4 separate regions of the Mus musculus genome follow, and all the other regions are linked to region 1. Evidence: chromatin contacts called from public Micro-C and promoter capture Hi-C data. All regions are on one chromosome and are shown on one strand. The core of a region is the stretch at or near the end of the contact, and the rest is flanking DNA. Distances in the headings are between cores, read along the strand shown.

Evidence for each region. Promoter capture Hi-C pulls out the DNA fragments that hold promoters and counts their contacts. A called contact is a pair of places that touch in the nucleus more often than the background predicts.
Region 2: a contact with region 1 is called in a promoter capture Hi-C map of second pharyngeal arch cranial neural crest. The contact joins the enhancer-like site here to the promoter of Anxa3 in region 1. A contact is called at or near these places in 13 of 39 promoter capture datasets (3T3-L1-derived adipocytes, the C10 cell line, the HPC-7 cell line and 8 more), 1 of 484 Hi-C or Micro-C datasets (the CH12 cell line), 8 of 115 datasets of contacts at active chromatin or transcription factors (embryonic basal ganglia, embryonic limb bud, embryonic stem cells and 5 more) and 1 of 9 other capture datasets (embryonic stem cells).
Region 3: a contact with region 1 is called in a Micro-C map of embryonic stem cells, with 3 times the contacts expected there. The contact joins the promoter of Paqr3 here to the promoter of Anxa3 in region 1. A contact is called at or near these places in 9 of 39 promoter capture datasets (the 3T3-L1 cell line, 3T3-L1-derived adipocytes, the HPC-7 cell line and 5 more), 4 of 484 Hi-C or Micro-C datasets (bone marrow-derived macrophages, embryonic stem cells and granulocyte-monocyte progenitors), 5 of 115 datasets of contacts at active chromatin or transcription factors (bone marrow-derived macrophages, embryonic stem cells, microglia and 1 more) and 2 of 9 other capture datasets (adipose tissue and liver).
Region 4: a contact with region 1 is called in a promoter capture Hi-C map of liver, with 4 times the contacts expected there. The contact joins the enhancer-like site here to the promoter of Anxa3 in region 1. A contact is called at or near these places in 15 of 39 promoter capture datasets (the 3T3-L1 cell line, 3T3-L1-derived adipocytes, the C10 cell line and 9 more), 17 of 484 Hi-C or Micro-C datasets (the HL-1 cell line, MC3T3-E1-derived osteoblasts, Sertoli cells and 12 more), 6 of 115 datasets of contacts at active chromatin or transcription factors (bone marrow-derived macrophages, embryonic stem cells, extraembryonic endoderm stem cells and 2 more) and 4 of 9 other capture datasets (adipose tissue, embryonic stem cells, liver and 1 more).

The regions. Positions count from the first base shown.
Region 1 is chr5:96,791,284-96,796,263 of GRCm38.p6, reverse strand. It overlaps Anxa3 (annexin A3), which reads right to left and starts at 2,879. Exons shown (of 13, transcript NM_013470.2): 1 at 2,701-2,879.
Region 2 is chr5:96,309,035-96,314,014 of GRCm38.p6, reverse strand. No RefSeq gene overlaps it. Among named protein-coding and RNA genes, the nearest start is that of Fras1, 62 kb to the left of the region's middle. Within about 2 kb of position 2,569, at least 2 of the 459 cell types and tissues checked have an H3K27ac peak or open chromatin away from gene starts, as enhancers often do. A contact at or near this core is called in second pharyngeal arch cranial neural crest, where this site is marked.
Region 3 is chr5:97,109,069-97,114,048 of GRCm38.p6, reverse strand. Paqr3 (progestin and adipoQ receptor family member III) reads left to right here and starts at 2,453. Exons shown (of 7, transcript NM_001359910.1): 1 at 2,453-2,790. The coding sequence starts at 2,606.
Region 4 is chr5:97,054,682-97,059,661 of GRCm38.p6, reverse strand. Bmp2k (BMP2 inducible kinase) reads right to left here. Exons shown (of 16, transcript NM_080708.1): 9 at 4,731-4,810; 10 at 2,636-2,796. Among named protein-coding and RNA genes, the nearest start is that of Paqr3, 54 kb to the left of the region's middle. Within about 2 kb of position 2,606, at least 8 of the 459 cell types and tissues checked have an H3K27ac peak or open chromatin away from gene starts, as enhancers often do. A contact at or near this core is called in liver, where this site is marked.

The DNA of each region.
Region 1 (4,980 bases), core at 1,630-4,129:
GGAGAAGGGGAAGAAGAAGAAGAAGAAGAAGAAGAAGAAGAAGAAGAAGAAGAAGAAGAAGAAGAAGAAGAAGAAGAAGAAGAAGAAGAAGAAGAAGAAAGAATTTGTTTCTCACCCCCAAACCAAGACAAATTCTAGCTGGGTTTGAACTGATTCCTTGCCTGTACATTTTACAAGATCCAAGCCTACGCAGCTTGTTATAAATACCCATTTCTACTCTTTGAGGAGGTCAAGCTAATTCCAAGTAGGTGCAGACAGGAAAAGGGCCACTTCCTTGAACCCAGGCACACCTTCCATAAGTAAACATTACTCAGATGTGCTGGCTTGTCTCCAGTGTGGATTCAGAAATACAAACTGTTCCCACCCATCCTGGCAACAAAATATTCTAAAACTTCAGTGGCAGTTCAGGGCCAAAGATGGACCTGAAACCACATTAATAGTCACTGGAAGTATTTAGCCCTAATGTTTGCTCATTCTCTGAAACTTCTGTGTTCTCTTTTTTTTTCTTCTTTTTCTTTTTTGTTTTGTTTTGTTTTGTTTTGGGGGGGGGGGGCAGAGGTGAGACAGGGTTTCTCTGTGTATCCCTGGCTGTCCTGGAACTCATTCTGTAGACCAGGCTGGCCTCAAACTCAGAAATCCACCTGCCTCTGCCTCCCAAGTGCTGGGATTAAAGGTGTGCGCCACCACTGCTCCCCTGGCCTGTCCTCTCTAATTAAAGGGTCTGACCCTCTATCTCTCTCCAGACTATACAGTGGATACAGGATAAGGTTGCTTCTTGTCACGTACAACAGGCCTTCCCATTTTGGTCCCGAATGCAGCTGTGTTCAGAGCTGAGGAGTTTCATAAGCAACTGGATCAGGAATGGTCACTTTAACCTCAACAATAGATCAATCCATTGATGGTGTCCTAATTTAATGGGAAACAGTGGAAGCTTAAGGGGTAAGACTCCCTAAAGAGAGCAGATCCCTTAGGAGCGGCCTCAGAGCTCCCTGTATTCTCCCTGGCACTGCCCACACTTGGTCTCTGCGTCTTGGCGGCCATGAGGTGGGGTATTCTCCTCTGCCAGGGACTCTGTTATGAGCATGTCCTGCCTCACGTTGAATGATTAGCAACGGAGCCAGCTGACCTGACCTGGGCTAAAATCTCTAAAACCATGAGCTAAAAAGACATCTTTCTTCCTTTTAAATTCTTCCTCTCAGATGTTCTGTCACACAGACAAAATGCTAACACATCTCTTAATTCGAGACCTAATTTGAGTCAGGATTTCCTCATGTGTAAAATAGGGAGATGGCTGTTTCTATTGCTGGGAGGAAATAAGATAGATTATGCTGTCAGCCAGCATCTTGTGTTTTTACTAGGTGTCAGGTGACAGGCAAAGTGTTAGAAAGTGAGCTCTCAAAGCTGGGGATTTGTGCAATGTTTATTCACTGGTGTATATGAAAAAAAAAAAACTGTATTCAATGATTTAAACATAAGCCTCAGAATAACCTAGTTAGTGAGAGAGACATCATTAACAGCACAGGAAGATGCTGGAGGCACAGGAAGCAATAGTGAAATCCCCACCATACAGCTATTGGGTCGACCCGACTGAACCCAGGCATCTAGATTGCAAAGGAATGAACCGTTAATCCCCAAGCCCTGTGGCCCCGGACCCAAACTGATGCTTGACATTTGTTGATCCAATATAATGTGGAAATTTCTAAGAAGTATTATCAAGCCATCCTTTAAGCTTGTAAAAAGTAGAGAATTACTCCATAGTGCAAGCCAAGTGATCTAACAATAGAGCTTTAAACACATCCTTCCTGAAGGGGATTACAGCAGCTACATTTTCTTGTACTTCCTCCTGCTGGCATTTCTACCGATTTCTCAACACCAACAGATCTGCGGACAGTGGTCTGATCTTCGTTTGAGTTTAAAAGTACCTTTCTAGGCAGTTTGAAACTTCCACCTTCAGGAAAACCAGTAATGATTCTTCATAGAATAACCTTTTAGTCTGCTTTTTATGATGTTGGTGAGGAGTAGAAACTGAAGTTCTCTCGGGGGCAGGAACCTCTTCTCTTTAACGCACCTCCTGGGGAAGAATTTTGCCCCGGCTGCTCAACTTTCTATTGGCACAGGACCCAGAACTTCTATATATGGCTATTTGCAATCACAAACCACATACCTCTACCTCGATACCTCACCTGCTGACTCAAGAAGCAGGGGAGGTGATTCATGTCTAGTGAATAGAATTCTGTTGCAATCAAAGAAAACGGTGTCTTTTAAAAGAGAAAACCGAAGTTCCCCAACTCTCAAAGTCCAATACATCTTTCTCCTACCTATACAAAGTAAAGCTAAAAGACACTTGGAGGGGAGAAAGATCTCTCATGGGAGCCTTAGGAAAAAAGTTCTCAGCACAGAACTCTGAGCAGGGGCAGGAGACCTTCCTCTAACCCTTCTTCTTTTAAATGTTTCCGAGACATTTAGGAATGAGCAGTCCCCTGGATGTGAGCTTGGGCTGCAAGACCCTAAGTTTGATAACTTACTCAGCTCGGCCCTTGTGCCCCCCAGGTCAAGTCTCTTCTATTTCCATAGAAGGGAAGAGGGCTTGGGGGAAGGGAGGGGAGGGAACAGCCCCAGGAGCAAGCTGCGCTCACGACCTGGGACTCCGCGGGAACCTGATGTTCCGTGGTTGTAGAGGGGCGGGCATGGGAAACTTACCCTTGGGGCCGCGGAGGCGAAGCCCAGGCAGAAGCTCAGCGAAGGTGAAAGATCAGCCTCGGCCGGCCGTAGCTCCCGGCTAGCCTGGGTGGCAACCCAGACCGCACCCTTCCTCAGCCCCTCCTCCTGTTTCTACTCACGGACTGCCCAGGACCGGCTTGCAAGTGGCTCTTGGATCCAGGATCCTCTCTGCTCCAGTCGTGACCTACCCACCACGCCCCCCTCGCAAGCCCTCCCCTTCCCCTGTCTCCCTCACATCCTCCTCCAGCTTCCTCCAAACCCAAACCCTTTCCTCTGTCTTCTTTCTTTTCACTTTTCTCACCCCCCGCCCATCCCCCGCCCACCCCCACTCCCACCCCCTCCTTTTAGGGCTTGGCTCATTTTCTAGACAGCATGGATTCAGAGTTGACAGTCCTCACAGGTACCTATACTAAGTATGGCTTACTTACCTAGAGGGTCCTTCGAGTCAGGCACTGGTCTAAACCCCGCATGATAACCAAACTACAAGACAGATGCGATTGTACTCATTTTACAAGGAGTCACAGAGGCAAGGGAGGTCAAATCATACAGAAAGAACGGCAGAGCTAGATTTTGAGTTTATGAGTCTGAGGAGTGTCTCTGCTTGGCCTTTTGACTCTAAAGGGAGGATTAGAGCTCAGAGAAGCACCAGTGTTTGTGTTTTGAGCCCTCAGAACCACAGGTAAGTCACGGAGGATAAACATTAAATTCCCACTAAAATGGCCAGTTTTGTGTCAGCTCCCCACAAACTAGAACCCTTAATTGAGAAAGTGACTCCCATAAAATGAGGTTTAGGCAAGCCTTTAGGACTCTGTTTCCTTAATTAGCGTTTGAGGTGGGAGGACCCAGACCATTGTGGGCGGTGCTATCCCTGGGCTGCTGGTCCTTGTATGCCTTTAAGGACTGATCAAGTCCTAGAGAGCAAAATAGACAGCATTCTTCCCTTGGCCTTTGCGCAAGCTCCTGCTTCCGGTTCCAGGGTCCCTCTAGGTTCCTGCCCTGACTTCTTTCAATGGCAGGGTGTGCTGCGGACGCATAAACTGAAACAAACTCGTTCCTTCCTCCTCAAGTTTCTTTTCGCCACGATGTTTTACCCCAGCAATAGAAACCTAAAGACATCCACTTAATATCGGGTAGTGTCTGTGAAAGAAGATAGGTGGAAAAGCCACTAATTATCAGACATTGAAGTTAGTGGACTATGTCATCTGTTTACTTTTACATTCTTCAGGTTGTTTCTAGGACACAGAAGTTTTTATTAAAGCCTGTGGAACAGAGGGGCTAGGGGAATATCTCAGAGGGTAAAAAGTTTGTAAAAAACGAGGTCCTAAGTTTGAATCCTCAGGACCCATGTAAAATTTGGTATTAATCTGTGTTTTGGAGCTGGCTGGCAAACCAGCTTAACCAATGGTAAGTTCCTGGTTCTGTGTGAGACTCTGTCAAGGGAATAAGGCAGACAGCAACACTGGAAGACATACTGCTCTGGTTTCTGCATGCTCAGACACACACAACAAACGCATGTGCATATACACCCCACTACCACTATCACCACCACCACCACCACCACCACCACCACCACCATCACCACCACAACCTCCAGCATCACCACAACCTCCAGCATCACCATCATTACCCTCATCATCACCGTCATCATCACCACCACCACCACCACAAAACATAAAGATGTACAGAAGAGGAAGCAAGTGTAGACAAACTGAGTGAGCAGGTCAAGTAAGTGGATGTGGTCAGCAGACCAGCCCTGATGTTACTCTACCTCGGTGCAGAACTTCATCAAGAATCTTAGGTTTTCTGTATTGGGGCATAGTTATAGTTTTTCTCATATGTTATTTTATGTTAGTTCCAAATATTGATGTAGCAGTACTATAAAATACTATTTATTAGTTCTTAATTCCTTTTACATTTATTTATGTCTGTATATGTGCCTATGTGTGCATATTTGTGTATGTGTGCATGCTTTTGTGTGTGGCATGTTTAATGGCATATGAACTCAGATGGGAGGTATGTGTTTGTGTGTGCATGTGTATGTGCATGCAATTGTATGTGAGCTCAGATGGTGTGTGTGTGTGTGTGTAAACTTGTATCTGTATAGGTGACACGTGAGCTCAGATGCTGTGTGTGTATGTATGTGTGTATGGAATGGTATGGAATGGTATGTATAGTGTGTGTGTGTGTGTGTGTGTGTGTGTGTGTGTGAGTTCACAAGCACAATGGCATGTGAACTCAGATGGTTAAGGTCCGTGGCAG
Region 2 (4,980 bases), core at 1,320-3,819, 480 kb after region 1:
GAAGGAAGGAAGGAAGGAAGGAAGGAAGGAATAAGTGAACAAATAATAAAATAATTGTGTAGCTGGGCTCCTGGGCAGGGACAGATATGGAACTTTTTTTGAGTGATTTATTTTGCTCTTTTATTTAAAGCATCCTTTATTTTTAAACTGTTTGATTAAAAGCCAAATTACAAACTTGGCAAATTTCATACTTGGCAATTTTTTATATTCCAAAAATGTCCTTCCATTCCCATCACCAGCTTCAAAAATGAAATCAACCCTTCTTCAGGACACTGGCCAAAACCAGGGCATCCAGAAGCATCTAACAACTTCCAAATATATCCAGCCCAATCCCATCATGCTCTGAAAAAGGCAAATCTTCTCTTCATACCGCTGTCCTGAGGAACTCCTCCAGTGCTCCCGTGTTCACTTATTTTCAAACTTTGTCAGTTTCTGGGCTGGCTGCTTTCTAGCAATCAAAATTAGTCTACCAGCTGCCTTGGAAATTTTCCCATAGAATATTCCTAATATTTCTGTTTTGCCTAGCCATAGCTAGTGTACATAAATTATACTCCAAGGCAAATGAAATGAAAAAAAGGAGGAAGACTGAAGATAAAAAAGGAGGAGGAGGGGGAAGAGGAGTGGGAGGAGGGAAAGGAGTTTGGGGAGGAGGAGGGGAAGGAGGTTGGTGAGGAGAAGGGGAAGACGAGGGGGAAGAGTAGGAGGAGGGAGTAGTGGGAGGAGGAGTGGAAGAAGGAGAGGGAGGAGGAGAATGAGGAAGAGAAGGAAGAAGGAGGAAGAGGAGGAGTGGAAGAAGAAAAAGGAGGGGAAGAGGAGGGGAAGACAGGGAGGAGGAGTGCGGGAAGGAAGAAGAGGGGAAAGCGGGGAGGGGAATGAAGAGGAGGAGGACGAGGAGGAGGCAGATAGCTGTTTAACAAGCTGACACCCATGAACTTTGACAGGAGTTGCATTTACAAAAGGAATCTGTAAAGAGGAAGAGCAAAGAAGTCCTACTAAGAGCAAACTTGGCAACTGAGTGAGAAACTGAGTGTAAAAAAAAAAAAAAAAGTGGTGCGTGTGAGGAGTGTGGCTAGAGCTGCACAGACTGCTTTAGTCCAGAGTCAAGAATGGAAGATGGCCTCTCTTCATGATGATTAGGATTATGGATCTTCTACCTACTAAGACTCGCCTTTATCTTCAGTAGGCATGGATATGTTCTTACGTTCTAGTGGGATGCCTCTCCCACTGAGTGCAAGAGTGGAGGAAAAGCCTTAGTCCAAGCCAACCTATCCATTCTGCCTCTCAGACACAGTGGCTGGTTGGTTGATCAATACCAGTGGTTCTATGATCGAGACTCCCTTTGGTTGGACTTGTGAGGGACACCATAGCCGCTCAGAGAGCAGCTTGCAGAACCTCAGAATGGGGCCGATCACCATGGAGAATAGCCGAACACTGAGGACACCTTAGTTCAGCTAGCAATGCTGGGGCTACAGAGCCTCTCCAAATGAAACTTCTGGAGTCTTCTTTCATGACCTAGGGATTCTCCACTTCTGGTTTTTTTTAATGAATTTGGCTTTTGTATTCCATCACTGACAACAGAAAGAGTCCAAAACCGATACACGACACACACTTCATTTCTATGAATGCCTCTGTGTCAGCTGTAAAATACGAATGCAGAATATCAGCCTCTTCTGTTGAGGGATAATTTGCAGATTCTGTTGAACTAGACCTCCTTGATGTATAGCCAGGACAAATGGGAAGCAATAATGTACTTGGTAAAATACGAGACTCTGCAACATCACCGTACTGCTTGAGGACATTACTGCAGTCAGAAGCCCTTCACACGCACGACACTGACCACCAGTGGGACCACAAGTGTTTCCAGCAATCCGAGGTCAGCAGTGCCCACCATGTCAGATGGAGAGAGCAGCTAATTTATGTAGGCAATCAGGATTTAGTAATTAAACTGAGTCACGGATGGTGTTTCACTTCATATGCAGTGTGAGTCAGTAGGGGAGTAAGTGCCAGTGATTAGGGACTGATAATAAAATAGGTTATTTTTTAAAAACAGGATGGGATAATAACAGACCGCTCATCAGTATCCTGTTGGCTTCATGTATCAGCTTCGTGTTTTAACCCCTCCCCCACCATGCTAGGAATTGAGTAATTCAGGACTTCACACGTGTGAGGCTGGTGCTCTGTCACCGAGCTGGTCATTAATGCTCTGGATTAAATCTTGATCACTTTAAGGACAGCACTGGTGGAGGGAAAAGCAAAAGAGTATTTCTTTCTCGACGTCTGTTAATTTATCACTTACAAGGCTTTTGGGAGCGCCTACATGATTTAAACTGAGCTGGGCTCAGAGACTGGGGCCATTTGCTGATTCACATACTAGAGAGACCAGAGGGAAAACTTGAGGGTAAACCGACTCAAAGATTTGTAATAAAACCAGGGCCATTGCTTCTGTTTAGTTAATATTGTTTAATGTGTATGAGTGTTTTGCCTGTATGTATGTCTGTGTACCACATGCATGCCTGGTGTCCACAGAAGCCAGGAAAGGGCAAACAGATCCCTTTAACTGCAGTTAGAGGTGGTTAATAGCTGCCATGTGGGTGGAACCTGGGTTCTCTGGAAAAGCGCCAGTACTCTTAATGTCTGAAACATCTCTCCATTCCTCTTGCCTTGGTTTTGTTTATTTGTTTGTTTGTTTTGAATGTTTGATTTTTGTTTTATCCTGTTTGCTTGGTGTTTCTTAGAATAGCAAAATGGAAAGACTAAACGCATTCTCATTTACTTCCGGGGAGGGGGGAGATGGGCTTCTCTTCCTTTCAACTACAAAACCAAATTAAGTTTCACACTGACTAGACTTGCCCATTTCTTAAAAAAAAAAAAAAAAATTAGAACTTACAGTGGCCAAAGAGATCACACACAATACTAATTTTCAGCTGGGATAAATAGTCCGTGCCGGATTCAATAGCGTGGAGAAGTCTAGACTAATAAGCCACTTCTTGAGCTGGGGGAAAAAATCGACCCCCCTCACCCATAGAGTTTCTACCTAAAGCCAGGGTGAAATGGCTTTTGAGAGAGTGGCCATCATACACTTTATGACCACCGGGTGCCTGGCTGGAGCTGAACTATAAGCTGGGCTGGCGGCTCTGCAGAGTGCCCTGCAGCCAAACCGTAGAGATTTCAGCGCAAATGTGCTTTCCCCTCTAAGTAAGTACATTTGGAGAAAGTTATGCAGAGCCCCCTCATGTGAGAGCCCTAATCCTGAAGCCTGGCACAGCTCCACAGTCCTTCTCCCACAGGAGTCAAAAGGAACCAGGGAGAGATGAATTCTCACAGCACACAAATCTATCACCATTATTGCCTGATTTTATTATAATGTTATAGTTTCTCAAGAAATATATGCTTTCTCCAGAATGGCTAACACAATATTAAGGTACATGGCCTTATTTTAGCACTGTCTAATTGCTATTCCAAACACACTGAATTTAGGCCTCTTTTTCTTAGCACTATCATTTGGACCACCTTCAGATGGATGTGACTTTTGGATGCTATGAACATTTCAAATCATAACAGTGAGCGTAAAAGCAAAACAGCCATAATTACACAGTATCTATTTAAGACACTTTACTGTCTTAGATGAGATTAGTCGCATCCCCTAAACTCACCTCTAATTACTCCTGATGACCATAGGGTAACACAAAAGAAAAAGTACACATTTGGTCATTGTCGCTGGCTCCCAGCCCACTCCTAAAAACCTGTGTAACTCCCTTGGAAGCATGGACATTAGGGTATATTTCATTGTGCTGTTTGGTCTTTGGCCCTGGTTCTCCACCAAAACAAAACAAAAACACACAGAATAGGTTCTTGATCTTTTGGAGTGTCCTGGGGACAGCAGTGTTTCCTTTCAGTGAGGTGGTTCTTGGTGGTCCCTTAAGTGGAGGCCAGTCACCAGAAAGGCCATGGCTAGAAGCTTGGGACTTTAATCCTTACCTCTCATCCTTTGGGGAGGGGAGAGGAGCTGGCAATGGAATTAATACTAACCGTGCTTATGTGATCAGTCCTCATAAAACCTCAACCCTTAGAGTCTGATGGCTCCAGGGAAGGTGGAGAAGACATCAGAGAAGACATGAAAGCTCACCACCCATCCTGACCCCATGTCGGGTGCAACTCTTCAGCGTGGCTTCCTAAACAGTATTGTGTGCATTAAGCTGTCCAGCAAATGAACTGTTCTGTGTTCTGAGAGACACTCTAACAAATGACAGACCCAAGGGGGAGAAGGGGTTGCTGAAGCTGAATTACATACGGCCCATGGCTCAGAGGCACAGATAGCAACATGGCCTTGTGGTTGTATCGGGATGGGAGAGTCTTTTGATATTGCCTCTTATCTGAGGGGACTGGCTATGGTTACTTTCAGAACAGAACTGAACTGTAAGCCATCTGGTTGGCACCGGCAGAGAATCCAACAACTCTGCTGCTGGAAGCACCTGGATATACAGAAAGAGAAAGGAGGTTGGGAAACTATTACATTTGAGATAAAAAGCAATGCTTTTTCTTTTTCCCCTCTGTAGATTGTCTCAGCTCAAACAGCACCCAATCTTTTTTTGTTTCTGTGGTTGGCTCTCCTTGAAAATGTTAAGCTCACCTGACAAGCAAGGCCAGGAAATATAGTAGTTGTTCAACAAACACTTGTTGGATGAGTGAATACTAGTGTATCCACTAAACTGCCTTGTCAGAACATGAACTACCAGGCTCTTGTTACACAGTAAGTGGCAAAGTTGTCTGGAACCAGGATGAGGACCCGATCAACACAATTTGAATTTTGTAGGACCTGAAAATACTGTCTAGATTCAATATAATTGTTGCCCAATCTGATAGCTATGGCCCACATGTAGTTACTGGACATTTGGAATGTAGCTAGTGTAAGCAAATAAATGGATCTGTATTTTAGCTGATTTGCATTTAAATACAAAGAAGCAGATTTGTCCGGTAACT
Region 3 (4,980 bases), core at 1,204-3,703, 320 kb before region 1:
GCCTAGTCGGTCATCAATGGGAGGAGAGCCCTAGGTCCTGTAGGGGAATGCCAGGACCAAGAATGGGAGTGGGTGGGTTGGGGATCAGGGCGAGGAGGGAGGGGCTTTTTGGAGGGGAAACTAGGATGGGGAATAACATTTGAAATGTAAATAAAGAAAATATCTAACAAAAAAAGAGTAAAACTTAGTTGTTAAAAAGGAGGGCGGGGGGCGCTTGTCATGATGACCAAAATACTTGAGCCCACTTCCTTGTCCAAGCCCAAAATCTTACCTAAAGTCTACTTCTTTTGTTGCACCCTAAGATTAAAATTCCTGCCTTACCCCACTTCCCTATTACAACCTAAAGTTAGATTCTCGATGAAACTTACTTCCTTATTATGCCCTAAAGTCAGATTCCTGCCTGAAGGCCATTTCCTTGTCATGCCCAATGTCAGACTCCTGCCAAGTGGCACCCCAAAAGGCTCTCTACAAGCTGCTATGAACATAGCGGAGCATGTGTCCTTGTGGTATGGTGGAGCATCTTTTGGGTATATGCCCAGGAGTGGTATAGCTGGGTCTTGGGGTAGTACTATTTCCAATTTTCTGGGAAACAGCCAGATTGATTTCCAGAGTGGTTGTATAAGTTCGCAACCCCTGCACCACTCGAGGAGTCTTCCTGTTCTCCACATCCTCACCAGCATCTGCTGTCACCTGAGTTTTTTATTTTAGCCATTCTGACTGGTGTGAGGTGGAATCTCAGGGTCGTTTTGATTTGCATTTCCCCAATGACTAAGGATGTTGAACATTTCATTAAGTACTTCTCAGTCACTCAAAGATTCCTTTGTTGAGAATTCTCTGTTTAGTTCTGTACCTCATTTTTAAAAAAATGGGCTATTTGGGTTTTGTTGTTGTTGTTTGGTTGGTTGGTTGGTTTTTTTGTTTTGTTTGGTTTTGGTTTGGTTTTTTTGGAGTCTAACTTCTTGAATTCTTTGTATATTTATATATTTTGGATATTAGCCCACTGTCTGATGAAGAGTTAGTGAAGATCTTTGCCCAGTCTGCCATTTTGTCCCATTGACAATGTCCTTTGCCTTACCAAAAAAAAAAGTTTTGTCCCACATTGCTGGACTTTTTTATCTGTTGATCTTTTGCTTGTATTATGGTTTCTGATTTTGTGTTTTTTATAGAGTTGTCTGTATTTGTGTGCTTCTATGTGTACATATCTCTGTACATTTGTGTTTATTGTGCTTTTCCTTTGTTTTATTTGTTTCATAGTTTTATTTTTAAACTACCTGTCTGTTTTCTAGAGAGAGGAAAAGGGCATGGAATTTCAATGGCGAGAAGGTAGGAGTGATTTGGAAGAAGATGGGGGAAAGAAAGCAGTGATCAGGATATATTATATGGAAAAACATTAAGTTTTATAAAGTATCATTGTATTCTATAAAAGAAAGAAATCTGAGTTAGACAGTTTGAACTAAAACAAAACGATTGGTGATATCCAGAATGAGTCTCTTTCCCGACTGATAAACTGTCCAACAATAAAATATTTATGGTCTTTTAATATATATATTTACATTTTCATGGTCTTCCCCTGAACTCAAAGATAATTACCAGATGACTCTCACTCAGTAGTGACTCACCTTGAAGACATGATCACATTTCTTACCTCTTATAAACGTACTTTAAAGATAAGTTTCAAGTTTAACCTTGCCATCATAAAATAATTCCTCAGTTCACACAGCTGTATCAGTGTATATAGGTAGATATTTATATGAATTACTATGATATGTGTCTTGTCCTAAATACGACCTTAACTTGTTAATAAATATAATATATAAAAAATCCTAATGTACCTAGTAGTCAAAAACAAACAAAACAAAACAAAAACAAAAAATCCACACCAAGGTCCCTTCTGTGTGTATCTCATCAACAATACACCATCCAGCTGTAAGTTAGCTTGAATTATTTACCTTTCTGTTACTCTCTTCTTGTTATTCAAAATACAGTAAATATCACTTCTAATGGAAAACAGAAAAAAAAGAATCACTTGGATTTGGTCGTACTTGGATTTGGATTTTTCACCTGAAGCTGAAGGGAGATGGGCGGACCTGATTGGAGTTAGGGGTGGGCCAGATAGGGGCGGGGCTAGGGGCGGGCAGAGCAGAAGGGCGGGGCTAGGGGCGGGCCGGATGGGGGCGGGACTAGGGGCGGCCCGGGTAGAAGGGCGGGACTAGCGGTGGACCGGCTAAGAGGGTTTGGCTAGGGGCGGGACACCCAGTAGGGCGGGGCCAGAGGTTGACTGGCTGGCGAAGGAGGAACTAGGGGGCTCTCCAGCCAGGTAAAGGACGGGGCGGCAGGCGGGTCCTGCTGGTAAAGCCCGAAGGAAGGGCGGGCCGCCAAGGCGAGGGGCGTGGAGAGGGCGGGGCTTTTCGGCGCGCTGACGTCAGACCAGGCTGCGACGCCGGCGGCCGTCCAGAGCTGAAGCGGCGGAGGTGTGTGTAGCGGAGCCGGGCCTGAGCAGACGCGGGCCGAAGCTCCTGGCTCAGCGGCGGCGGCTCCGGGGCGGGGGCGCCAGCGGCAAAGCCCCCTCCCCGGGGAGGCGGGGCCGGGCCGGCGCCTGGGAACCATGCATCAGAAGCTGCTGAAGAGTGCGCACTACATCGAGCTGGGCAGCTACCAATACTGGCCGGTCCTGGTACCCCGCGGCATCCGCCTCTACACCTATGAACAGATCCCGGTATCCCTCAAAGACAACCCCTACATCACCGACGGCTACCGGGCCTACCTTCCTTCCAGACTGTGTATCAAAAGGTACAGTGGCTGCTCCCTGCGGCGCATCCTCTCCTCTCACGCTTTTTGTCTGCTCTCCCCATCTTTCTCCGCTATTCTCTGTGCGCATCAATTCCTCACCTTTGGGCCCTTTATCTTTTTTCTGCTCTCTCTCCTCCGCGGGCCCTTGATCCACGAAATAACAATGATATTTACAGTGGTCATCGTTCCCTTCTCCATTGGCCCTTTGCTGTTTACAAAGCGCTTTTACATCCTTTTTTCCATTTGGTAATCACTGGGGATATGGGTTGGAATCTTCCCTACTGACAAAGGCCGAACCTTATTTGCTTTGTATACCTGAGCTGTGTTTCTAGGGCAGCTCTGTGGGGATTCAGAAGTGTTGGCCAGCTGAATGTCCATTCAATAGCAGACAGGTCCACATTGTTGTGCATATGTATGTGGGAAGCCCTGATTCATTCAATCATCTACCAAATGCGCATTGAGGCTCTGCTAGCTAATAGGCACTATACCAGTTGCAGAAGGCAGGCATGGTCCTCGTTCCCATGAAGCTGCTGAGGTCTAGCCTGAGTGGCAGACACTAAAGGGATAATTACACTATTACATAATAGTAATTGTGGAAAGTGCTGTGTAGGAGAAACCCTGTAGCAAAGAACTCTGAAAGGGGACAGCCAGACCAACAGAACACCTTAGAAGCCTCCAAACAACATGGGTTTGTTGATTTAGAGCTTTAAAATGAGAGTCTCAGAAGCTTCTGTTTAAAAAGAAAATTTTAAAAATGGCTTTGGTTTTCAGGGTAGTCTTCTGTCAGACCTCACTGTATGTACTAAAGTTTTTGCTCTATCAGAAGCATGGTGCAGCCCTCCAGGTCACTGGAGTGGCCATCTCTGCTTCCCACAGTGTGGGCTGTTGAATTGCCCAACTAGCAGCCACGTGTGCGTTTATTGATCTCTCCAGCACAGTCTTTCCCCATCCCATTTCTTTTTGTACTGCCTTGAAAGGATTTTTGTGGCCTTGTTTGAATGGATGACCAAGTGGATGTCACAATTTGAGTTTTAATTACTGCTTTATCTCCCCAGTGCTTCTGGTACATAATTAAGAAATCAGAGCTAGGCCCTGCTGTGGGGATGGAGGAGACAGGCCAGAAGTGGACTGCTGTGAATATTGTACCCACCCAGCAGTGCTCCTCTGCATTCTGATGTCTTGAGTCCAAATCTGAAGGAGTTGAAACCAGGACTTATAAAACGTTAGATCTTGAGTTGTTGAGTCAGATGCAAGTTCACAAACATGCCTCTTAACTGCTTCAGAAATTTGAGCAAGAGTTAACCTGTTGATTTTGAAGATAAACAAAATTTACGAGTGCCCAGCTTTTCTGACAGTACTACTTTGTCTTTTGTGGGGATAGTCTTCCTACAATGTTGATCTTATCCAAGTTGGACCTTTAGCCTCTCTTCTTCTAACTTTCAAGAGTCTCACAGACAGATTTTACACGTGAAGAGAGGTTTTATATGTCCATCCATTCTACCTGCCTCTGTTCCTGGGAAGGAACATGGATAGAGTATGTTTAGTTAATCAGGTTATACTGGGTTCCATCCAATGAGTGCTGAGGCAACAGGCAGAATGTAGCGCTGCTTGCCAAAACAGCCCTGTAATTAGATGCTTCTAGAGCATTCTGTTAGTTCCTCCCCCAATTGCAGAGAGCCTTTATGTTGATGGTAGGCATGATAAAGTCTGCGTCTCCAGATACACAATATTCTTTATTCTTGATTATGGAGACTTCACCATGTTTTGCCCTCATACAGATAAGGCCGTGAGACCCGAAGGGACTGCTGCACACAGCTAGTTGTACATTCGTGTTCTTCACAACTTCTGATTCAGGGCTTGGGCGTGGGGGGATTGTTCAGTGCTTAAGAGCTTTGGCTGCCCTCCCAGAGGACTTGCCTTCAATTTCCAGCACCTACATGGCAGCTCACAACTGTCTATAACTCCAGTTCCAAGGGACCTGATGCCTTCTAGCTTCTGCAGGTACTGGGCACACATGTGATACACAAACAGACAGACAGTATAGGTAAAACACCCACAAGCAGGAAATAAGAATAATTAAACCTTACCCTGCTCCCCACCGAAAAGAAAACTGATTTGTTAGCAGCCAAGGTGTTAGTTTAACTAAAGATTTGGCTTTGCTAGAGACGTGCAGGAGTATTTAAATCTTCA
Region 4 (4,980 bases), core at 1,357-3,856, 260 kb before region 1:
TCAGTGTAATTGTGAAAGTTTACTGTATTCTTTATTACACAGCCTTTACCTACCTTCTATGAGGAGTGGGCACATTCTATACTTGCTTCAAATTTTATTATATCTTTTTGGCAAAATAAAACCATCTTTTAAAACTTTCTTCCTAAAATTATTTTAACCAAATGAGGAATTTTATAAAGTCATTAATTTATCTAAACAGTATTAATTCATGAAAGTTCATCTTTATGTTGATCTGTAGGAAATCTACCCAATAGGGTGGGCTATGCCCAGGAATCCTTATACTATGTAATAGTGATAGGAAAGGTATATGAGCTGCAAGAAGCACTCCTGAGATGAAATTTCTGAAGGCCCTGCAATTCAGTTTATCCATCACAGCCATGCAAAAACAGTGGGCCACCTCCAGTAAAGTCACCTGCATGCCTTACCCTATCCAAGATGGCTCAGGACAACTCTCAAATGTTGCAAAGACCAGAGTAAAGGGGACTGAAACTGTGGCTGATGCTGTAAGTTCCTGGAATCTTTGGGTCAAATCTGACTGTTCACAAATTGTAAATGAATATTCCTCTTTAAAGTTTCCTTTACGAGAGGTGTGTGTGAGAGAGCATGTTCATGCAGGTGCCCTTGGAGCTGGACTTACAGGAAGATTTGAGCAGCCTCATGTATGAACTGGGAACCAAGTGAGGGCTTGCTGGAAGAGCAGCAAAGGCTCTTAACCAAGGCGCCATCTCTCCAGCCCCCAGATATGTTTAATATAATCCTCAGACAAATGCACCGGCATGGAAGTCAAGAACTGATTGTAAAGCTGTTCACCACCACACTACTAATAACAGCAAATGATGTCACTGGGGACTGGAGGGATAGCTCAGCATCTGCGGGTAATCCCTGCTCTTAGAGGATCAGGTCAGGTCCCATCACATACACAGTGGCTCACAACTGTCTCTAAGTCCAGTTCCAAGACATCTTTCCTGGACCCTGCTACCAAGTATATACATGGTATACATATATACAGCCAAAACATCTACACACAGAAAATGATTTTTAAGTGAAATGGGAATGATATACAAATGAGTTCAAAATGTCATCTCTCCTATCCATGGATTTAATATTCCAATTGATGCATTTCAATACCACAAACTCATTGCCACAATGTGCGAGGTAATGAATGCAAAGAGAAGCATCGCCTGCTGTCCCTGAGCCTAGACTTACGTAGTAATAAGTGACAGCTACCATCTCATAACACTTCTGGATCAGGCTTTATGTTACGCAGACAGGTAAAGGTCTCAGGAATCCGAGTAGACAGCTACACATGCTTTTATTATGTATGTTAGTTTAAAGAAAATGGGAGAAATGAAACTCAAATCGGATTCATGACTCAAATATGTATTCTTAACCACTACAGTATCTGTAATAAAAACTTAAAACAGGACAGATTTGTCAGGAAATATTATGTAAATAAGGGTCTTCTGGAGGTGACTCTTCAGACTACATCTTTGACACCTTAAAAATTTAAATTTACTCTATTGGAGATATTCTACAGGAATATCTATTTTAGGCATTACACAATCATAATGCATTTTAAGACTATAAAAACAGGCCAGATGGTGGTGACATATCCCTTTAATCCCAGCACTACAGAGGCAGAGGCAGGCAGATCTCTGTGAGTGTGAGGTCATCCTGGTCTACAGAACAAGTTCCAGGATAACCAGGGCTACACAGAGAAACCCTGACTCAAACAAAAAAGCATTATAAAAACGATTTCTCACAATCAAATGAGACAGTGCTTATGCTGTCATCTCCACATGGCTCCTTCCCCAAGGCTCGAGAGACCTGTAACACTACGAGATGAACTTGAAATCCCTTCCTGTCCAATCTAAGTCTCCTGCGCTTGTACAGCCAGCCTCAAAGCTCTCGGCTGATGACCCAAGAGATGAGCTTGGGTCCATATATCAAAGAGATGACCATATATCAAAGCAAACCGAGACTTCTATAAACATTTATATCACTAATAACTCTGCTTTGCCTTTAGAAAAAAATAGTTCAGATTCAGTGTATCTGGTTTTATGTTGAGGTCCTTAATTTAAATAAAAAAGGTTTGGTTTACGGGACATCAGTAGACAGTTTCTTGTGGTGCGTGTGTGCGTGTGTGCGTGCGTGCGTGCGTGCGTGCGTGCGTGTGTGTGTGTGCGTGTGTGTACATGAGAGGGCTCATCCACATGCAGAGGACAAAGGTTGGGGTCTGGATGTCCTCAGTCACTGTCCCACGTTTTTCTGTTAAAGACAAGTCTCTCACTAAGCTGTCATTGCAGTTGGACTGGCTGGCCCTCAAACCGGAAACAGGCCTGTCTCTACCCCTAGCCCATCCCCCGCAGCGGCCCACTCCCACCACACCGTGCACCACCTCACACCCAGGCTGGGTTGCGGAAGCACACTGCCATGCCCATCTGTCTTTACTGAGGGGGCAGGGATCTCCACCTGGGTGCTCATGCCTGCACAGCGAGCACGTTACTGACCGAGCCATGTAGCCAGGCTTTCCTTAAAGCACTGGGCTCTGTGCTTTACGATGGTCAATTAAATTTATTTATACTCCAAGGCAAACAAACCTTATCGAAAGGTCAGAATTGCAAAGGCTAATTACCTTTGGGTTTGTGGTTGCTGAACTCCCCAGGAGCAGGGACTTTGACAGGCGTTGCTGAACTCTGAATGGTCAGCACACTGGAAGTGGCAGCAGTGGAATTGGCCTTTGGTCTTTGTCTTGGTGCAATTGAGGTTTCTGTTGGTCCAATGGTATCTGTTATTCTATAATAGAAAAATATAATTCATTCCAAATAATGAAATTATCTCTAAATTACTATTCATTCTACAAAATACAGACACAGTTGATTATTACAGATGACCACATCAGTCATCTGGTTTCCTTCTAAGTATCCACCTCAGAATATCAGCTCAATAAAGCTAATAAAGAAAACAATACAGGCAGCCATAGCTGTTGAAACGTCAGCCTGCCAAGCTGGAAGTACAGGAGACTTAAGGGACAGCATTACGACTGAGAGTGCACAGAGAGCAATGTTCTCACAGGGTTTTGTACAAAACCCAGATCCAGTTCTTTAAAAAGACACAAGAAATAATCCCCCTCACTTGGACTCAAGAGAAAGAAAATGCTGTCTGTCTCCTAGAGCAGGTAAAACCAGAGAAGCCAGTGCTTGCCAAGTCAGGCTGCCTGCTCACCCAACCTTTGTTGTCCTAGAACACTGAATGGCAATCAGGAGAAATGTCTGACTGGGACTCCGCATAAGCCCCAAATGCACACAGCAGAACAGCAAGCACAATTTTGAAAACAAGGATTAGCAGACATAAGTGACATTTCAAAACAACAATAAAAATAGGTAAATTTATTTTTAGCATTCATACATGCACACAATGTATCTGAAACAAATCCAATCCCCAAATCTCTCCCCTCCAACTTCCTCCTTATTTCCCTCAAAACTTGCCCCTCACAACTTCATGAGATCTTTTGTTTGTTTGTTTGTTTTTGATACCCACTCAGTCCATTTAGTACTGCCAGTATGTGCATGAGTGTGGGACCAATATAATCTGAAAATTACATATTTTTTCAACTTTGCTTTCTATACTTATAAACTCTATAAAACATTAATAAATCTCTCCTATATTTTTAGTGACTTCACTTAATATGATTTCAAATGATTTAACAACTAACACTGTATATGCCTGATTTATCATGCCCACAGTTCCTGCAGCACACACTACCCCTCTTTCATAATACCTCTATGTACCACTAGAGGGAGCCCCCCAACACTTATCTTTCTAAAAGGAAAGTAACAAAAAACTGCATGACAACATTTCAGAAAATTCCGGTTGGTACCTTAAAGGAATTCAGTAGGTGATAAAAAGAAAGACAGGAAGTAATATAGAAGGGGGTTGTTTGGGAAGAGGAAGTGAAGGGGGGCAGTGGGAGGAGACAAGAATGGTAAGGGAAGCACACATGATCAAAAGCTATTATGGTGCATGAAGTTATTAAAAAAAAAAACTTTGGAAGGCAATTTTTTTTCCAGAAAATTGTATAAGCATATTGTAGGTATGAGGTCTCCTAATAATAACAGGGGAGATGACCAGATGACCAGAGTGGTATGGTACAAGCTGTCTAAAAATGTAATGAAGTCGGCAAGATCATTTACATAATAGCCAATCATAGTTCATTTTAATAATCAAGTTGCCTGCAAAAGCTTACTAATGGAGTAAATTACTGAAAAATAAGATTTCAAACTTGATTCTTTACCAAGCACACATACACACATAAATTCTACAAACTACATACACTAATGGCCTGTGACAATTATTTTTTCCTTCCTTAAATAGAAGTAATAGGCTTAATAGCTATTAACTCGCCTCTGCAGTTCCCTGAATTCAGACTAGCCAGAGTCAAAAATGACGACAGCCACATGTCCACAGAGACGGCCCCCTGCAACATCAACAGTCCTACAGTCCGGGTCGGTCCTCAGGCCCTCCCTGGTGAGCGGGCGCTCACAGGAGCCTGCTGTCAGGCCCTCTAGTGTACCTTTGAGCTTTTGTTTTTCCTCACCTACCATCTAAGCTCTAGCACCACAGACTGAACAACTCGGCATACTGGGTAAGTGGAGACAGTGTTTATGGAATGGAAACTACAGCCTTTCCTCTGACAAGATGCCCATCGGCCACAGCGCATCCCTGCCTACCTGGCTTTCATCTGGCTTTTCCTAGCAGCAGCTTCAGTAGCAGTCATCGGCTCGGGAAGAGTTGATGGAAGAAAAGAATTCTTGGAAGAAGAAAAAAAAAAGAACATGTTATGATCTTATGCTATAGATAGACTATTAAACTTTTAAAGCACTGCGTGAAATACTAGTATTCAGACATATTCCTCAGATTTACTCTGTAAATATCCCTTTACAGACATGTCATCTTCATATTGATGCCCACAGAAATCAT